Linked DNA regions of Anser cygnoides: region 2 is linked to region 1. A link is a contact called in public Hi-C data. All regions are on one chromosome and are shown on one strand. The core of a region is the stretch at or near the end of the contact, and the rest is flanking DNA. Distances in the headings are between cores, read along the strand shown. Region 1 overlaps LAMB1 (laminin subunit beta 1). Region 2 holds the start of LAMB1 (laminin subunit beta 1).

What was found. A called contact is a pair of places that touch in the nucleus more often than the background predicts.
Region 2: a contact with region 1 is called in a Hi-C map of granulosa cells, with 1.8 times the contacts expected there. The contact joins the promoter of LAMB1 here to the enhancer-like site in region 1. A contact is called at or near these places in 4 of 7 Hi-C or Micro-C datasets (fetal liver, granulosa cells and liver).

What each region holds. Positions count from the first base shown.
Region 1 is chr1:15,747,387-15,752,490 of Taihu_goose_T2T_genome, reverse strand. It overlaps LAMB1 (laminin subunit beta 1), which reads left to right. Exons shown (of 33, transcript XM_048068535.2): 32 at 972-1,131; 33 at 2,034-2,364. The coding sequence ends at 2,170. It overlaps DLD (dihydrolipoamide dehydrogenase), which reads right to left. Exons shown (of 14, transcript XM_048068536.2): 14 at 4,466-5,104. Among named protein-coding and RNA genes, the nearest start is that of DLD, 17 kb to the right of the region's middle. Within about 2 kb of position 3,205, at least 1 of the 3 cell types and tissues checked has open chromatin away from gene starts, as enhancers often do.
Region 2 is chr1:15,789,111-15,794,337 of Taihu_goose_T2T_genome, reverse strand. It overlaps LAMB1 (laminin subunit beta 1), which reads left to right and starts at 2,130. Exons shown (of 33, transcript XM_048068535.2): 1 at 2,130-2,338; 2 at 2,473-2,642; 3 at 4,745-4,880. The coding sequence starts at 2,314. It overlaps LOC106042017 (a long non-coding RNA gene), which reads right to left and starts at 4,745. Exons shown (of 7, transcript XR_010828393.1): 1 at 4,324-4,745; 2 at 2,402-4,234; 3 at 1,360-1,563; 4 at 1,082-1,234; 5 at 1-755.

The DNA.
Region 1 (5,104 bases), core at 1,956-4,455:
TTGGTTCTGTCCCTCAGCTTCACCATATGCCACAAATGCATTGGCTAATTTTTTTTAATCTCTATTTTTGTTTCTGCAGTGATGGTCAGGCCAAACAAATCAAAGTTTGGCATATACAGAATTAAATGGCAAGAAAAAAAAATCCTTAGCTCAGTATAAAACCAGTCTCATTTCTAAGTACCAGAGATACAAAACTCACTCTGACCACGTGCAGGCACTCCCAGTGTCTGCTCTACACCTTCGTAACACCAAAAGAATGTTCGTTAACAAAACATGTGACAAATCCGCCAAAGAAAGTTTCATTCCTCCAGTCTTTTGGCTGGAATTAGCCCATCAGTCTCAAGAGAGAGATCTTCTGCCAAGACAGGGATACGTTATCCATCAAATCAATTATTTCCAAACACTAAATAGTATTTCAGGTGGTTGTCAAGTAAACCCAAGAGACTTCCAGCACTGCTGCAGAATGTTAACTCGCCTGTTAGTTGAATTCATGTGGGTGACAGTACTCCTTTAACCTCACAGAGAAAAAAAGCACAGCTGAGAAGCCAACCTGATGTCTTCTCCAGCACCTTCACCTACGCGAACCAGGCAGCTGCCCTCTTCTTACTGAAAGGGCAGCGAGGTTATTCCTCCCTAAACGCATACGTTCAACCAGAAGCATAGCCAATTCCTTAACCGTCTCAGCTGTGCTAGGGGCCATAGCTTCCACAAGTTACACAACTGTGTAACTGAATCCTGTAAATCCTTGCCAAGTATTAAAGTGTAGAATTGCCACAGATCTGCAAGAGGGCAACTGAGCCTTCGTGCCAACCCTTAAAACCTCGAGTATTAAACAGGATATACCCCCGACCCTGTTTCTGCCTTTGTTACCTGAGCTTACAGCCTGTGCTCTCCTTACCCCGAACACTGAGCAACTCCCCTTGCATTGTCTTTTGAGCGGCTCCATCTTGTGTTTGAATCTGGAACAACAGGTCCTCAACACCGAGCTGAACAGCAAGTACAAAACGGTGGAAGATCTCATTGCCAAGAAAACAGAGGAGTCGGCCGACGCTAGGAGGAAAGCTGGCATGTTGCAAGATGAAGCTAAAGCCCTGTTGGCTCAAGCAAACAGCAAACTCCAGCTGCTCAAAGGTAAGGCTGTTCTGAGCAGGCAAGTCGTTATCTTCAGAATACAAAGCACTAGCGTGCTGTTAAACCAAGTATTCAGCAGCAGCAGGAAAAGAAAAAGGAAATTAATTCTTTGTTGCTGAGGTTTGAACAGATTTCCTTATTAGGGACACAACATAGCCTTGAATCAAAGATTTGCATTAAAAAGAAGAGCTAAAATTTACAGTGAGACACAAACTTTTGGTATGGCACCTCTCAGTGTTCTAAGAATCCTTACAGGGTGGAATTAAAATGTAACTACCATGATTAGGATGAGGACTAGCCCATTTGGCAACACTAAAAGCAGCCCATTTCTTGACAGACTACCCAGAACACCATCTTCAAACGGTAGTCCCCTTACCCCCACCCTGGAATGCTGTTGAAACAAAAGGCAGTTAGGATACAGCAGTTCCAGTTTACAGATGAATTTAACATTTACAATTGCCATGTAAAGTCGACTGAAGCGGGAGAGGGCAGCCTGCCCGTAACTGCCAGGGAGGAAGCTGAGTTTTCCTCCTGTTTTTGCCAGTCCAGGAACCTATTCTTCCCCTTAGTTGCTCCAGCACAATTACAATGAATCACTGAATAGTTTTGGCTTGTCATAATCACGACATTTCAGGTCAACACAAAACACCAAACAAATGGCAGTTATTTTCAACTTGAATCAAAGTATACCTTTTCCACTTAGAGAAAATTACTTCCATGTTGCTTTATGTCCCCACATTAAGGAAACAAAAGGTGCCATTCCAGCCTTTGCTATTTTTTTTGGTCAGATTTTCTTCCACAAGAAAATAAACTTGGTAGTTTATCCGTAACAGCTATGATTTATATTTTACTGCATTAAAACATACCTAATTACACTGTTTTTCCTTTTCCTTTGCTGACAGACTTGGAAAATACATATGAAAACAATCAAAAAGTTCTCGAAGACAAAGCCAAGCAGCTGGTGGAGCTGGAAGAGACAGTTCGCTCCCTCTTACAGACAATCAGCCAGAAAGTTGCTGTTTATAGCACTTGCTTATAAAAGGAAGCAGAAAATGCTTATGTTCAGGATGGGGCATTTTTTTTTTTTTTTTTACAAGTATTACACTAGATTTTTTTTGACATTACACTAAGACCTGATAAAGTGAACAGGTTTTATATTGACTTTTAAGTCACAGAACCAAAGACAAGTAACTTTTTGACATTGAAAATAAACAGTACTTTTGTATCACTGTATGCACCTCGTATGACTCATTAAGTTCCTTGCTGTTTTCAGTAGCTGAAAAAGTAAATCAATTAATCCTTTAGGTTCTGCAAATCTTGTTTTTAAAATAGCTAGAGATCTAATAAAATAGGGGTTCCAACTGCATAATTCTAAATAGGGGTTCCAGTTACTGTGAAATACAGCATGATAACTCAGAACAGTTAGTAGTGAAAGAAGAAATACCATCTGTGTGGTTAGCTAGCATTTGCACCCTACTACTTACTGCACAAAGAATATTTAACCTCTGCATGATACCCATTTAGGCTTAAAACAAGTTTAACTTCACTGAAATACTTTTTGAGAGGTCAGCACTGAAGGGGTTCTGCAAACCACATGTGATAAACCATCGTTGGAGGATCAAGACTCTCTAGAAGAAAGCTACCAAGTTCATAGGGCACTTAATGTGAAGCAGTTAAGGAGTTGTACAGACTCTTAAAGCAGCACACTGAAGCTCCCTAAGAGCAGCTTGTACTTAACAAAACACAAATAAGACTTTTTTTTTTTGAAGTGCAAGAGTGATATCCAGTTCATATAAACTGTGTACTTAAGTTCAAAGTTACTATAGAACAGCGCACCTTCAGCCAACCACACAGTAATTGTAGTAATTGGTCTGTAGTATTAACTAACTTATGTGCAAGTTAGCATCCTCATCTGCAACAGGCATTTACATATCCTGACTGCTAACTCTGACCTGAGAAACATATTTGGATGTATTCTTTGATCAACAATTTACCTCACCTTGACTGTGAGCAGAAGCTGGTCAGGGCAACTACAGCTGAATTATAGCGCCACCTATGGAAACTGAAGAGCAGCACACGTAAATCATCATCCAGCCTTCACACATTACAAACACTAGAACAAAAAAATCCAGAACAGGAATTGCTTACCACAGCAGCATCATTTAACAGCTGTTAAAAATAAAATCTGCAAACTTTGTAACATTCAGGCTTATTCCTACCTCTACAAGCACTCTTCGTATATTTACCTAGAGCAGAAATGATACTGGGAAGTAACAATACCATAACAATCCCAGGCCTTGATTTTTATTTTCAAGTGTCTGGGAGACAAATCTCTGGTACAATTTTAGTAGCAGTCTTCAAAGCGTTTCAAACTCCAAAAATTTAACAAGAACAAGATGACATATGAGAATTTGTAACTGATGAATCCCAAGGCTGAACCACAGCAAGACTGTCAAAAACTGCCACAATTATGAGGGGAGGGGAGGAGTGGACACAAAAGTATTTCTTAGAGAGCAGGGCTTCTATCTAGAACTTGCAAAGTGTCAGATGAACACTTAATAGAATTTACCCATAGGGAGAAGTGATTCTGAAATGCCTAGATCTTTGAGAATCGTGTTCTTCCTCCCTCATTCTATTGTCTTGCCTTTGCTTTATTTCAGCAACATCCTACTAACACCCACCTGAAAGGAGATCCACATTAAGTCACTTACTCCACTAATTCAAGGATACACTGCATTATCTCTTAGCCTGGTGATGAGCTTAAAGACCCTGGTTGATTCCCATCTACTTTTCAAACAGAGGTTATAAAAACAAAATTAAGAATAGTATTACAGGTGTATATAGATTAATTGATATCTTAAGGAAACTGTACATTTCATAGAATCACAATGGTTTGGGTTGAAAGGGACCTTTAAAGATCACCTGGTCCCTGCAGAGGGCTGGACATCTTCCACTTAGACTGGTTGCTCAAAGCCCTATTCAACCTGACTTTGAATCTTCTTCCATCTCTCAGCACGGACAGCAATTCAATACTTGAATTAGAAGCTCTAAAGAAAGGCAAAGTGACATAACCATCTTGTCTATACATAAAGTCAAGTAGCTTTTGCAGATTTTTTTTTAAAGCATTTCTTCATTTATCATTCCAACGGCATAATGGAAAAGGACACGTACAATATCAGCACACATTAAGATTTTCTTCAAGGCAGAAAAGCATAACAAAAAAAAGGCACCTTGCAAAACAAGTGAGCTACTGGAATTGGGCACATTCCCTATACACATTAGGGATATTCCAAAGATGCTATTTGTGACAAACAAAACCCAATATAACCCTCCAGCCAGCCATGTTAAATATTTATTAAGCTCTCTTGCTACAGCAGAGACACAAAGAGAGCACAAAACAGAAAACAGGAGAGAACAAAGTACGTCTCAACTATGTGCAGAGCTGATGCTGCAGCCCTTGTGTGTGGAAGGTGCAGAAGATTAACCCTCATGTTATCACACTCAACTGTGAGCGCTGCTTTGCTATCCAGTTCTAGCATTTTGAGGTTGAAGAGAATTGGACAATGGAAGCTTTAAAAACAAGATTAAGTAGCAGAAAGATGAAATTTTTCTTCATTTTTTCATTTCTCTATCAGCACTTGATTTTTCCCGATGAGTTTTCAATATGAAAACATGATGTGTGGAGAATCACACACACACGGAGATTTTCTCTTAAAAAAGTTAATATAGTTTTAATTGATCTATACAAGCCCCTCTTCTCCCAGCACCCTAACATTACTAGATCAAAACAAATTTTGGTATTTGTATGCAAGAAGAAGTAGGTTAAATACTAAGTTAATCCTTTCAGAAGGACATACGTTTTTGTGCGGAAGTGACAGTGGCATTTTAAGTGCCAGCAGCATTCTAAGTGCCAGCATTCAACTGTTTTAGTCTATCACTACTTCAAATAAGAACACACCAGGTATGCTGGACA
Region 2 (5,227 bases), core at 881-3,380, 43 kb before region 1:
TCAGCGAGGTAGTTGCCACATGGCTGCCAGGATGAAATGTCCTTGAACACAAGGCAGTAAAACAGGCCTGGAGAGGAAATGTATCCATGGGAGGAACAGAAATTGCTGGGAGAAAAGCAGGAATGGGAAGAAGAAAGCCTGCACAGAGTCCCAGTTGTGTGCTCAGAGCACACCAACCAAGTGGGACAGGTAGCCACAGGCCCCCAGGTCCATTTGTGACAACTGCTGAGGTTTAAAACTGGGTAGCATTCCCTGCTGGAAGCGGCACAAAACCTTTTAAAGTATTTTTGAAAAGTCAATCTCTGTGAAAATGCTTGATCTGGTTCAAAACCACCTGTTTGTAGCTCTTCCTTCCAGTTCTCTTTCTTGCGGATAGAAGTGGCTTCCGAAAAATGTTTATTGAAAAAAAAATAATGAAATAGGTATCTTCTTATACAGCATTTTGACTTCGATGATATCAAACACAATACAAACAACATTTAACCAATGCCACATGCAATCACAGACATTTAATCAAATGTGGTTTCGCCAGCTCTGATTGCTGGGTGTTCAACCACTGCGGTAGTACAAGAGAACAGGCGATAAATCGGGTCCCACTGAGGTCAGAGACAACTCCGAACGTGGTTCTTGGAGGAAACTTCCAGCCACACAGAAACACAACACCAGCAGTGCCAGCAGCCTGACCACAGCATGAAGTGCTCCACAGAGCAAGCTTAGCCCATTTAGATTAAGGGGAGGACAGCAGTTCTGCAAGACTAAGAAACAGAAAAAGGAGGAGAATATTTCAATAAAAAAATTGAAAAAATATGGGACAGAAAAGAACCCAGTGGAAGTGAAACACGCTGCTGTTGCACATGCACAGGGAGGATGCTGCAGAGCACCGCTGCCTTTCTGCCGTTTACTGGTACAGCTCGCCAACCACAGCAGAGTAAAACATTTTTTCTGAGTAGGATAAACATATTTGTTGGATTGATACTTAAATGCAAAGCCATGCTGTGATTTACACGACAGGATTGTGAAATTCTATGAGTTTCGTGAATTCAAAAGACCACGTTGCAAAAGAGGTTTAGAATAACAATACCTGCCCTGCCAGCTAGAATGGTTTAATTTCCTGGGTATCTTTAATGAAACACAGCCACCGCTTCTTCAGTCGAGGGCCCTGGGTTATGTTTCGGACGTGGTGTTTAACCTTTAGGGCAAGTCGCTCGGTATCTCTCTGTTTCTGCTTATCCATCTGTAAAACGAGAGCGAGCATATTTACCTACCCGGCAGGGTTTTGTGGGACACACAGCCCGCCGCGTGTTTCCATTCAGGGACTGCAAACAGCGAGGGCAAAGTGTTCCCGAGGCACTCCGGTACCTGGTGAAGGTTTACACGCCAGCTCACGCACTACGCGCGCACTAGCAAAGCTCACACGTGTGAACGTGGGCGCCCATTTCAGTGTGTGCCAAGCCAGGGCTGTGCTCCGGAGACCTCCATTTCCAACCTCCACGCCGGCTTCACCGTTTCCTGAGAGCAGCAGGAGGGCAAACGCAGATGGACAGGCAGGCGGACGAGATCCCCCTGAAACAACAAACTGCCCCGCTCGCCCCGCCATCTCCATCCCAGCACTGCCTCGACCTAATGGCAAACGGGCTGGTGGCCCCTCGGGCTGCTCGGTGGCCTCAACCTGATGGCAAACGGGCTGGTGGCCCCTCGGGCTGCTCGGTGGCCATCGAGCATTGCACGCGGTGGCTGTGGCCCTTCACCGCGCCAGCGGCCTCGCCACGCAGGGTGGCCCCCTCCATCCACCCCCAGCAGCGGTGGGGGCTCCCTGCGGGGTGCTGAGCCCCCCCAGCCCGGCTGGGGGCCCGGGCAGGAGGCAGAATGTGGCCAAGCACCCCCAGTCCCACAGCGAGCGCTTTCTGGTGGCCCCGTCGGTGGTGCCCGCTCCCCCGGGGGGTCGGGGGGGGTCCCCTCCTCTCCCCCCTCAGGTCGTTCCCCCTCGCCCCAGCCTCTCCCCCCGGGCTCCCCCCTTCCCCACAGCCCCTTCCCCACGGCCCGGGCAGCAGCGGGAAGAGGGGAAGGGAAGGGAAGGAGGGAAGGGGCCGGGCCGGGCCCGCCCCGCCGTCGGGCCGGGAGCTCGGCGGGGAGGGGACGAGGGGGAGGGCCGGGGGGGGCCGCCCGGCGGCTCGGAGCCGCTCCCGGGGAGCCGCGGGGAAGCTGCGGCGCCTGCGTGGAGCCAAGCGGCGGCGGGGGAGCTTCCGGAGCGGGGGTCCCGTCCCGTCCCGTCCCGTCCCGTCCCGTCCCGTCCCGGTGCCGTCGGTGCCCGCCATGGCGCTCCTCCCGCTCTACCTCGGTAACCGCCGCCCGGCCCCGCTCCCACCGCCGTCGGGGCAGGGGGCTGCGGGCCCGGCCTCACCTCGTGTCCCCCCTTCTTCTTCTTCTTCTTCTCTCCCCTCTCTCCGTGTCCCCCCGACCCCGGCCCCGCAGCGCTGTGGGTCGCGGCGGCTCAGGAGCCCGAGTACAGCTCCGGCTGCGCCGAGGGCAGCTGCTACCCCGCCACCGGCGACCTCCTCATCGGCCGCGCCGCCCGCCTCTCCGCCTCCTCCACGTGTGGCCTCCGCCAGCCCGAGCCCTACTGCATCGTCAGCCACCTCCAGGTGAGCCCCCCGACGGCGGGGGGGGGGCGTCGGGGGGGCCGGGGGCACCGAGCTCCCCCCCCCAGGAGCCAGCCGAGCCCCGACGGGGGGGACGCGGCGGGGCCGGTGCCGCGTTTGGGGGAGCCCCCCCCGGGGCTTAACGGGAACGAAGAGCCGGGGTAAGTCCTGTTAACGCTCGGGGTAAGTGCAATTAACACCGGGGGTGAGTGCAATTAATGCTCGGGGGTTTTTTTTACAGCCTTAACGCGGAGCCGTCTAGACAGCTTCCTGATTGGAAGTGGTCGGTAGGAGCCGGTTATAACGTCTTGGCCGCTGTTCTCGTCATATAACTGCATCTGTATGGCCTCCGAGTAAAAGGAGGCAGATAGGCTCGCCTGGTGGAAGGCACAGCCTTTAAGAGACGTTTACAGGAGAGTATTTAAGGTCCGCGAGACGCGAGGGGTGGCGGATGGGAGCGGGATCTCCGCTGGGTTAGGTGGAAAGTGAGGGAATAACCCCAGGCTGAAGGAGCTGCCGAGACAATGGGGACGGATCCTGACACCGGGAAGGGGGACGCCTCCCGTTTGTGCCCTGAAGTTCCAAATCTCCCCGCCGCCCGGTGTTGCCGCGCTGCTCTGTCTGCCGGAGGTAACGGTGGGTTTAACACGGGGGGTAGCCTCGCTGCAACGTTTTCGGCACACGTTGGGGTTGGTTTCTGTGCATCTCTCCCACAAAGAAGTAACAAAGGCGCCTTGTTAGTTTCATTGTCCCAGAAAATGCTGAAGTTCCCAGGTGGTTTATGTTAAAAGCGCCGCCTCAGATGGTTTTAACGCGCCCTCGTTCCCGATCTCGCAGCCCCGTTTCGGTGTTTGTCTGATATGTCCCCGCTTAGTTCCGAACCGCAGGCGGTACTGAGGAAATCTGCCAGGCTGTGGGCGCAGGAAGGTGCCGAGCGTCCCCTTCATCACACGGGGCCGAGCACTTGGCAGGACGGGACCTTTCGGTGTTGGGCAGCGATTCGGTGGGAGAAGGACGAGTGGCTGCAGGGGGCCGATGCTGCGGGATGGGATGAGAGGGGACGGGAGGGCATGGGCGCCTTCCCAGCCCCGCAGGACTCAGTGAAATGGGAAATCAGCGTGGCACAGACCTGCCAGCTCACGTGTTCCTGGCTGGCAAAGCACCGCGCGTCCGTCTCCCCAGCCGCGCTGCAGGGATGGAGCCCACAGCGCTCGGCTGCTGCTGTGCCGGGGCTGGGCGCCCCTGCAGCGTTAGGAGCCCCTCTGCCCCCCCTGCACTGCCACACGTGGTTAATTTCTGGCAGAAACCCTCCCTTTCGGTTCAGCTCGAGTCTTACCTTGCAAGCTTTGCATGGTTTTGGCAGCCCTGTGTAAAAGTAGTGTATATAGCAAAAGTCACGGTGGGTTTTTGTCCTTTTGGTGAAGAAGCGCTTGTCCATTTTCCCAAAAAAACACGTGCCAGGCGTGTACCCAGCTGTCTTGTAGGGTGTGCAGGCTGGGTTTGCGTGCTTAGCTTGAGATTGCAGTCACAGCTGAAGGTGCGTGGATGCGGTGTAGGTAGGAGCCTGAAAAGCTGGATTCAGCATAGAGCTAACCCTACAGGAAAAAGACCCGGTCAGTGAATCACCGGTGGGCTATACGTGCATTGAGACTCCATGGGGATGTCCCTACCGTGGAGAACTTACATCTCAAAGCTAGCTCCTAAAAGCCAGGGTTACATCACTCAAGTTTTTGAAGGTGCAGTTTTGCGTGCGTACGTTTCGGTTCAGGGATTTTCTGGAGATGCTGCCTCTGGTTATGAGCTCTGCTGGGGAATCGGCATGCTGGCAGGGATTTCCTGAACCCGCAGCTCAGCTGGGAAGTGTGCTCTCATAGAAACACAGTGTATGGAATTCCTGGCATATCTTCCATCGCGCAATTTGCATTAATTCGAAAAGGTAAATACACTTATCAATTATAAAAAAAACAAAACGAACACCACACCTTCGATGCCTCCTGCAGGCAAAATTCAGAGGAATGTGATATGGATGGAAAATACTCTTATCTGCAGGAAACAACTATTGCCCGTGGATAAAATCAGTAATGCCAGTTATCTTGTTGTTTCAGGAGGACAAAAAATGTTTCATATGCGACTCTGAGGATCCCTTCCATGACACCCTCAATCCCGACAGCCATCGCATCGAAAACGTGGTCACCACATTTGCTCCGAATCGCCTGAAGCTCTGGTGGCAGTCAGAAAACGGTATGCAGCTTGTCTGGGAACCGTTCCCCGGGCTGGGAGTCGCTTTCCCTTCTTTTGTCTGAGGGTACCGACGTGTTTGCTGTTAGCTCAGGGCTGGTAATCGCTGCTGTGGGAAGGATCACGCTGGTAGCGGAGGGCTGAGTAAAACTGGCTGCTTTTGTGTGTCCGTAACGAAGCCCCGTGAACCCTCCAGGAGTGCTGGAAAGAGCTCTCTCCCGCCGCTCTGTGAGAATCCTTTCCTAAAAAGAGAAGTTTCCCACCCCGGCTCCAGATCTGCCTCATGTTTGGGCAGAGGCAGCGGCGCAGCCTTCCAGCGGCGAGCATCCCGGGGCAGCCAAGGCAGGAAG